3 separate regions of the Mus musculus genome follow, and regions 1 and 3 are each linked to region 2. The links are chromatin contacts, called in public HiChIP or PLAC-seq maps. All regions are on one chromosome and are shown on one strand. The core of a region is the stretch at or near the end of the contact, and the rest is flanking DNA. Distances in the headings are between cores, read along the strand shown. Region 1 holds the start of A630023A22Rik (RIKEN cDNA A630023A22 gene). Region 2 holds the start of Bmpr1a (bone morphogenetic protein receptor, type 1A). Region 3 holds the start of Anxa8 (annexin A8).

Region 1 (2,700 bases), core at 84-2,583, 400 kb after region 2:
TTATCTCTGTGGGCGCTAACACAGCATTCCTTTAGCACGTCTGGGACAGACCAATCCCTTCTGCTGTTTGCATACCTTTTTCCTAGAATGGAATGCTCTTTCCTGCCCTGTCTGCTTCATGAGTACTAAGTCAGCCTTTAGCTGTTCAAACTTCACCTTAACACTTTACTTGACCAGCCACAACTTGGCGTCATATAGAATGCATAGTTCAGGTAACAGCAAATTGTTGACCACAAATTCATTTCCCCTCTATTTCTTGCCAAGTATTCAAATTCCAGGAAGACAGTCCTTCTGTGGCTAAAGAATAAAAACCAGGCAGGCCAAGGCCAACACTCCAGCCTTACCCTTCCCACAGCATGACACCAGTGCCAAGCTCTTGCTCTGGTCACTGCCCTCAAGTCTCCCCCGACTGGTGGTCTGATACAGTCTTCTCAATCAGTCTCAACAGTGGCAGACTTAGAAGCCGTTTGCAGTCGAATGAGAGCAGCTACCGTCTTCCCTTAGATCTGCCTCTGAGCTACTGTTTACTAGGGTTGGCCGAGGACCCACAGAGAGGCCTCAGAATCTGAGGCCATTAAAGCCCTGTTTTATACCTGCGAGATGTTCTGTCCTCGAGTTCTTTACCCTTACTTGCCTTTCTTTTGAAACCATTCGCTGAGTGCCAAATGCATGTTAGACATAGTTGGGTTTGAATCTGAGCTGCCCCCAAAGGCTCATGTGTTGAAAACCTGGTCCTACGTTGGTAGTGCATTTTGGGAGGTTCTTGCAAGTTCAGGAGATGGGGTGGAGTTGGAGAAGGGAGGTCACAGGGAGGGGGGTCTTTGGTGATATCTGGCCCCTTCCTCTCTCGCTCTGCTTGCTGTGATGCTAGAACCTTCTCTGACGTAATGCTCCAGCCACTGTGATGCTCTGTCCAAGTTCCTGCGGACCAGATAGCCATGGACCAAACCCTTTGAAACCAGGGACCTAAACACATATTTCTTGTCATAAGTTGTTTGTGTCATGTGTGTGGTTACAGCAAATAGAAAAGTAACTAACTCAGATACTTGATATTAAAAAATGAATAGGGCAAAGCTCTGGCCTGCACAGTACTTGGTTTTTCTGAGAATGATGTGATCAGAACAGCAATACTGTGTAACAGGGCTGCCAGTACAGTTGTCTACTATGGGTTGCTTAAGCAGAAAAGAATCCCTAAAAGGTTATTGGAAGCCCTCCAAAGCTCTTACAGGAAGAAGACTGATTTACACCACAGCCATAGATTTGGGTTCAGTTTCCCGGCTGCTTAGCCCTTGTCTGTCAGCTCATGTTGCAACAGAAGGAAATGAATTAGCTCCAAGGGAGTCACACACCTTGATAGGAGACCAGAGCCTCTGGGATGGGTTAGCTCTCTGAGAAAGCTAAGGAGCTGGAGCACCAGGACGAGCCTTTCTCGGTACAGAGTCCTGGCTAGACCGTAAGCACAGAGCACCCGTGGTCACAGAGAAACAAGGTGGGTAACAACTAAAGTTGTAAAACCAGATTCTCTCTAGAGCTTGCATGAAGGGAGAAGAGACCTTGCATGTACTTGACTTAGTTCTGTACGAATAATGGGGACTGGGAATCAAGGGTCAGAGGAGATATAGAGGTAAAGGGAACTCTGACAAAAGCCACCAAACAGGATTCTTGCTAAAGGCAGGCCAGAGTGAGCAGAGGGTGCTAGGGCTACCCTGGGAGAGGGAGGCTTGCTGCTGAAGCTGGAATTGGAGAAGAAACACATGGGGAGGGTGCTCAGAGAAGGTAAAGGAGGCTGACTGTGTGACTGTGGGTCTCCTTGGGGTAGTGTGGGGCATTGGGCGCTGCCCCATGAGGACAGAGGGAGCAGGAGCTGTGAGCAGGGTTTGTACAGCTGAGAATATGCCGGAAGGACTTCTGGAGATAGTTTCAGGGAGACAGATCTGTTTTATGTTTCAGAGGTAAGGTTTTGGGGGTTATGGGCAGGACGGGCTGATGGGTCATAGCACAGTACCGACTGATCATGTGCGGGAAGAGCTGAATGGGACTTGTGTGCATTTGTAGGAAGCTCTGTGCAGGGTCATCCTCTAGGTACGGTCAGGCACCTGTGCTTAGAGACACTCTCCAGATAAGCTCAGGGAAGAGGAAGCCCTGGAGAGAGAGGAAGTCCTCCATTTTACTCCAAGCTCAGAGAGCTGTCTGGACATGGTGGACCACTCCCTTAATAGCAGGGTCTTCCAACAGACTTTGGCTTAGTTGGAAAGGACTCTACAGATACAGTAACAGAAAAAAGACAGGACCATTCAAGAAAAAAAATAAATTCTCATCTATGGATACTTCCAAGTGTACCCTATATATACCAACTTCAGCAAGGGTCACCCCTGGGTGCGTGAGTAGCAGAGAATACAGAAAAGCTGCAGGTTGCTATAGGACTAACTAACTTTAATGCCTCACTTATCCCTGAGATATGAGAATTTGGGTCACAAACTAGGAGGGGAATGGAAATAATCACCATTTAGAAGTCCTGTCCCCAGGGCTATATGGGACACATGTCACTCCAAGCATTGCCTTAGGGAGATGCCCACAGGTTTGCTTCCTAAAGCTCTGTTTCTCAGATAAGAACCCATGGACGGAGCTGGGACGTTGGTTCCGGGGGTACTCACTGTGCGAGCGTGAGGACTTGAGTTGGGATCCTCAGCACCCACATAA
Region 2 (2,700 bases), core at 142-2,641:
AAAAGACAATGGAGGCACTGATGGCCCTAAAGGCAAAAGCTGACGGAGGAGAAAGGGGGCACGAAGGACAGTTAGTTAAAACTAGAATATAAGGGACTGTACATATTTTCAGCTGAATATGAGGGAATACCGTGGGATCTAAGTTTTGTTTTGCTTTTTCCCTCCAGGCCAGAATGTGTGTAAATACACAAGTATGAAGTGCCTGGCACAGTTTCTTCCTTCACTCTTTCTTCTGTCTATTTTAAACAATTTCCCAAGAGATTTATAGTTTTCTCAGAAAAGTGAATTAACAGAACGAATACGAAATATTTGTTGAAATACTTAAACGGAAGAGGTTATATATTTAACGACTGGTTTAAAAAGGGATTATCTTTTCCTTCTTCATCCACAGGCCACTGAATACTTTTAAGGGCATTTTGCATGGCGAATGAGAGGGGAAAGGGAGAAAAGAGGTAGTGACAGTTCTTTGCATTTTTCTAAAAGGATGGAAAGAGCCTCGGGAGGGTATCCGAGGTCACTCGGCTGAGCCAAAGGTGGATTGAGAGTCGTATTTATAGTCCGCTGACTTCAGTTCAGCCGGCTCTCGCCGCTCCTTATCTTACGCCCGAGGAATTCGCAGGCCCGCGGATCACAAGCCACCCCAGCGGCGGGGCCCCCGGGCCGAAACCAGGCTTTCGCTACGTGATCCGGAGAACGCGTGCACCTCCACGTTCCTCCCGGCGGGCCAGAACCAGAGAGCACCGGGGGACGGGGAAGGGAGGGGGTGAGTAATGAATGCAGTGTGCCTTACATCTTTCTTTGCAACCACAACTACGAGACGGGCAACCGATCCCGCACCGGGAGCCTCGGTGCCCTCGGAGCCACCGGGCCGCTTCTCCCGTGGAGCCCGAGCTCCGGCTCTAGAAGGAGTGTGCCCGCATCGTCCACTTCACGCAGCTTTGCCCCAGTGGGCCCCTCCGTCACGCGTGCGGTGGCGGCGGCGGCGTGCGCTGAGGGGCGACCCCCTCCCCTCGGCAAACCTGGCGCCCCCGTGCCGGCGGCCGGGCCTCCTTCCCGGCAGAGGGGCGCCGAACTCCACGGGCCCTTCGGGCGCTTCCGCCGAGCTCTCGGCTCGGTTCGTGTCCGGGGCGGGGCCGGCGCCCCGGCGCGGGTGCGCGCAGAGCTGGCGGGCCCTTCCCAGTGCGCGCGCGCCGGCGCCTCTTGCTCGCCCGAGCCGCCCCTCCCCCCTCCCCCGCTGCCCCTCCCCCGCCCCGCGAACGAGCGAGCGTCCTCCGCGGCTGAGGCGGCAGAGATTGGAATCTGCTTGCCCGCCGCGCGGAGGAGGAGGAGGAGGAGGGCGGAGGGAGGAGGGAAGGGCGGGGAGGGAGGCTCGAGCTCCCGCGCGTCGGCCCCGCGCGAGACGACGACTGTACGGCCGCGCGAGGGGCGACCGGGCCCGGGCCGCTGCACGCCGAGGGCGGAGGCCGAGCCGGGCCCCGCCGCCCCGCGGCTGTCCGTGCCCGCCCGCGCCGAGCGCCGGAGGATGAGTTTCTCGGGATCCCGGTGAGTTGGCGGGTGGCGACGGAGTGCGGGTGCGCCGCGGGAGGCCGGCGAAGTTTGGGGGCGACGGTGGCGGCGCAGGGGAGGCCGCGACGCGCCTCCGCGGGGCCTGCGGGAGAGACCCCCCGGCCCCGCGGCCCGGCCCGCCCGCGCTTGCCCTTTTGTTCGCCTTCGCACCACTCCGGGGACGCTTCTGGAAGCCTTAAATGGGAACGGTGCTCTGCTCCCGCTCCGGAGCTGCGCGGCGGCTGCTGCGGGGACTGGGTCTCGGGACCCTGCTAGAGAACGAGAACGAAGCGTGTTCAGTGCGGGGACGGAGGCCGGGCGAAGTGCTCGGCCCGCCCGCCAACTTGGCTGCGGGAAGGCGCCGGGTTTCCCCCTCCGTCCCTGCGAGTTGGTTCACCTGTTGTTCTGCGCGGCCTCCGCTGCCATGTCTGTTGTGATTCTGCACTTCGATTTCGTAAAACTTTGTGCTGGGTTGCGTTACATCCCCCCAACCCCCGTTTCAGACTCCTAGCGGAAAGATCTGGCAAAGAAAAGGAAAATTAAAAATTAAAAAAAAAAAACCAAAACCAAAAATCCCAAACCTCCAACGCGGCAGGGAAGAAAAATAATAACGCCGTGTGTTAGTCGTGCCTGGCGTTTTTGTGACTTGTAAGTCGTGGTGTGGATCTTTTTCATTTGGTTAAAGAGCTGCAGGCTTTCTCTTTTAAACAGCTTACAAACCGTTCTGACTACATGATACGAACTTAGCACCGGTGTCACGCCATTTACTTCTTAAGATAACCCTGGTTATTGTATTCTTTGTTGCTTTAGAAGAGGAAACCGAGACGCAGAGGTTTAAATAACTTAGATAAGTGAGCCGGGATTGAACCCAGGGACGTCGTATTCAAGAGTATGGCCTTCTTACTAAAGCAAAATTGTGCAAAGACCTAGGAGCGTTGTCTAGTTATTCACGAACTCCTGTGTTGCTTCAGTTGTAAACCGACTTGTGTTTGCTCGTGAGGGGAAATTAAACTTCGAGATAAAATAAAAGGTAATTTAATGCTTATCATTGTTCTCGAACTAAAAGATGTTGAACAAAACTATCTTAGTTTTTGTTTTTTTGTTTTTTTTTTAGTGTCAGAACTAAACTATGAACACTTCTTGGGAACCCAGAGT
Region 3 (2,700 bases), core at 110-2,609, 420 kb after region 2:
CTGCCCAGACCTAAACCCTTACTAGTGTGGCAGCTGTGGTACTGGAGTCTCCATTTCCACCCTTGTGTGTAAAGCCACCCATCCTACAGACTTGCTGTGAGGTTCCAGTGACAGTGGTGAGAGATGCCGACAGGAGTGTCCCCATCCATACAGAAGGTTCTGAGAGTACCAACCAATCCAATCAGGTCCCCAAGAGGATGGCCCCTGCCCCTGCCCTATGGAGTGCAGGGCCTAGAATCAGGCTATTTTGGCCAGCATCTGACTGCAGGAACTGCCCAACACTCAGAGCCCTGCTGTGTGCACCTGCACAAGGCGTATTGCCAGCAGCTGCTGTGAAGCTATGCACAGCCACTGCTCGGGCTGCTTTCTCCTGAGGGTCAGGATGATAGCTCATCTCTTCCTGCCTTCTAGTCTGTCCTATCTGTCCAGAGACGCCCCCCCCCCCTTCCCGGGGCATCTACACCTACAGCTTCTCTCTGGGTGGTGGCACAGCAACAAAGATTTTCCTGAAGCTGGGCCAACTTGGATCTTCTGCCTATAAGGAGCCCGGAGACTGTGCAGAGACTTTGGGCTTTCTCTAGTCTAAGCTGTCCGAGGGACCTGAGCAAGCTACCTGGTGTCCCAGAACCTCAGCTTTTCCCTCTTTGAGTGCCCCAGCTGGGACGAGGAAGGTGCATAGCACATGTAGCCGTGTGCCTGCCCATGAGGTGTTTCGGCTGTACATGTGGGTAGAGGTGGCTCCGTACTGTTTGGAAGTCGAGCTCCAACCCCTTAGCCTGTCATTCAAGTCCCTCGATGTTCCTTCCATCCGGGATCCTCTCCAGACCTAGATCCAACCCATCTGAACATTCAAATGCTCAAACAGGGCAATGTTTTCCAAAGTCAACTTCCTGGGCCCCCTAGCGCCTTTCACACACTGCTACTTCTGCAAGGAGCAGCCTGCTAGAGTCTCTCCAAGCACAAACTCACACATTGCACATATCCACAGAGGCACTAAAGTAGCTTTTCCCCTACAGAAGTCTCCCTCTGGACACTCGAATCCTTTAGCTTTCTCTTTGCAGTTAAAAATTAAAAAAAAAAATGTTCTTGTTTTATTTTTAACTGTCTTACCTTTCAAACCTTAACTTTTCTAAGCGTGGACAGGGTTTTTCTCCCAGTTTCCTCACCGGGACTTGGCCTCGCAGGTTCAGCTTTACTTTTTGTGTCCTCCACACTCCCAACAAGGACTAGGGACCCATCTCCCCAGACCATTTCAACTTACCCAGGCTTTCCACCAGGCCATCCTGTCTGCTGCTTTTCCCAGGGAGATGAAGAAACACTAGTTGGCCTCTGCTCAGTGACTGGACACAGCTACTCCCCGATAGTAGGTGTGGTTGTGTACACAGGTCCAGCCCCACCCAGCCCTCCCTCCCTCCACCTCAGGCTCCGCTTGGCTCTGGGCCCCTCCTGTGACTCCCAGACCCCACCCAGACACTGCCCGGGCCTGCCCTGAGAATGTTTGGGCTGTGGCTGTCACATAGCTTGGAAACTCTGAGGTAGCGTTTGAAAGTAAACATGGCTATAGCTTCTTGAGGTTGGCTAGACCTCAATCACAGAGAGAAGGGACCGGCAGCGCGCAGCCCTTCTGCTTACTGCCATCTTTGCATACTTAGCAGCACAATGAGTTCAGCAAAGGACACAGAAACAGCCACCCCTATTCCCTGGGGTGCACTGTGTCTAAATTCCTCTTTAACCATCTTGTAACGACGGATCCTTGGGTCATGATCACAGTCTTAGGAAGCAGGTATGAGTTCCTGTGCTAGAGGGAACCATTCGCAAGCACCTAGATTATTTGCTTAAATGACAGTTGTTGTGACAACAGAGTGACTGTGTACCAACTCTCATGGGGTGAGAGGCTGCTGCCTCCCATGGGGAGGGGCGGGGTAGGAGATGCTAGTTGCCAAGGGGCAGGAGTACTATTCCCAACTAGCTTCCAAGAAGCTCAATTTTGGGAATTTCCTACTTTTCTTCAACTCTCCCTCAGCACAACTCTTCTTATAGGATCCCTTAACTAAGCTAGCTCCTAGCTAGCTACCTTTCAGTGTGAGGCTGCTGCCTCTGGGAGCATCACCCAGTTCCAGGAAGGCTCCTAAAGCTCTCAGCCCTCATGATGACTTTTAAATCCAAGGAAACCTTGCAGAATGTTTCTTTTTCTTTCTGAAGGGTCAGGTTTTAATGTCCCAGTCTTCAGCCCCAGCCAGTCCTGACAGCCTTGCTTCATTAGGGCCTTCTGTACTGGCTGCCTCAGGCACCAATTCCATGTCCAGTCCAGTTTTAACTGGTCCATGTAGAGGCCTATAGCACAAGCCCAGAACAAGCTGGAAGCCAACACTGCCCTCATACCAGCAGCAGGACCTGCAAGCCACAGTTGCCTGGGTCCCCAGCAGTCTACACACGAGGCTCGACCCTACATTATGTACAGGCTACCCAGCATGAAGAAGCCATAGGCAGTTTCCCGGTCCATGTCACTCTGCATGATGCCAGGAGTCCATTTCAGAACCAGGAGAGAAAGCTGTCTCATATGCCCTGCAGAGGAGTCAAGCATCTCATGATCCAGCTCAGACCCCATTGTGGGGCCACCGAGGTTGCAGAACAGCCTTTTATGAATGGTCCCGTGATGTGAAATGTTCAAAGTTCCCACCCCTGACTCCAGTGTTCTTT

Evidence for each region. HiChIP or PLAC-seq counts read pairs in DNA pulled down with a chosen protein or histone mark.
Region 1: an HNF4G HiChIP or PLAC-seq map of pancreatic cancer cells shows a contact between it and region 2. The contact joins the promoter of A630023A22Rik here to the promoter of Bmpr1a in region 2. A contact is called at or near these places in 1 of 115 datasets of contacts at active chromatin or transcription factors (pancreatic cancer cells) and 2 of 9 other capture datasets (adipose tissue and liver).
Region 3: a contact with region 2 is called in an HNF4G HiChIP or PLAC-seq map of pancreatic cancer cells. The contact joins the promoter of Anxa8 here to the promoter of Bmpr1a in region 2. A contact is called at or near these places in 2 of 39 promoter capture datasets (hippocampal neurons and neural stem cells), 2 of 115 datasets of contacts at active chromatin or transcription factors (forebrain and pancreatic cancer cells) and 3 of 9 other capture datasets (adipose tissue, liver and macrophages).

The regions. Positions count from the first base shown.
Region 1 is chr14:34,101,387-34,104,086 of GRCm38.p6, reverse strand. A630023A22Rik (RIKEN cDNA A630023A22 gene) reads left to right here and starts at 1,333. Exons shown (of 5, transcript NM_001251843.1): 1 at 1,333-1,489.
Region 2 is chr14:34,501,237-34,503,936 of GRCm38.p6, reverse strand. It overlaps Bmpr1a (bone morphogenetic protein receptor, type 1A), which reads left to right and starts at 1,391. Exons shown (of 13, transcript NM_009758.4): 1 at 1,391-1,542.
Region 3 is chr14:34,084,638-34,087,337 of GRCm38.p6, reverse strand. It overlaps Anxa8 (annexin A8), which reads right to left and starts at 1,359. Exons shown (of 12, transcript NM_013473.4): 1 at 1,262-1,359. The coding sequence starts at 1,282. The region is part of intron 1 of A630023A22Rik (RIKEN cDNA A630023A22 gene); the gene reads left to right.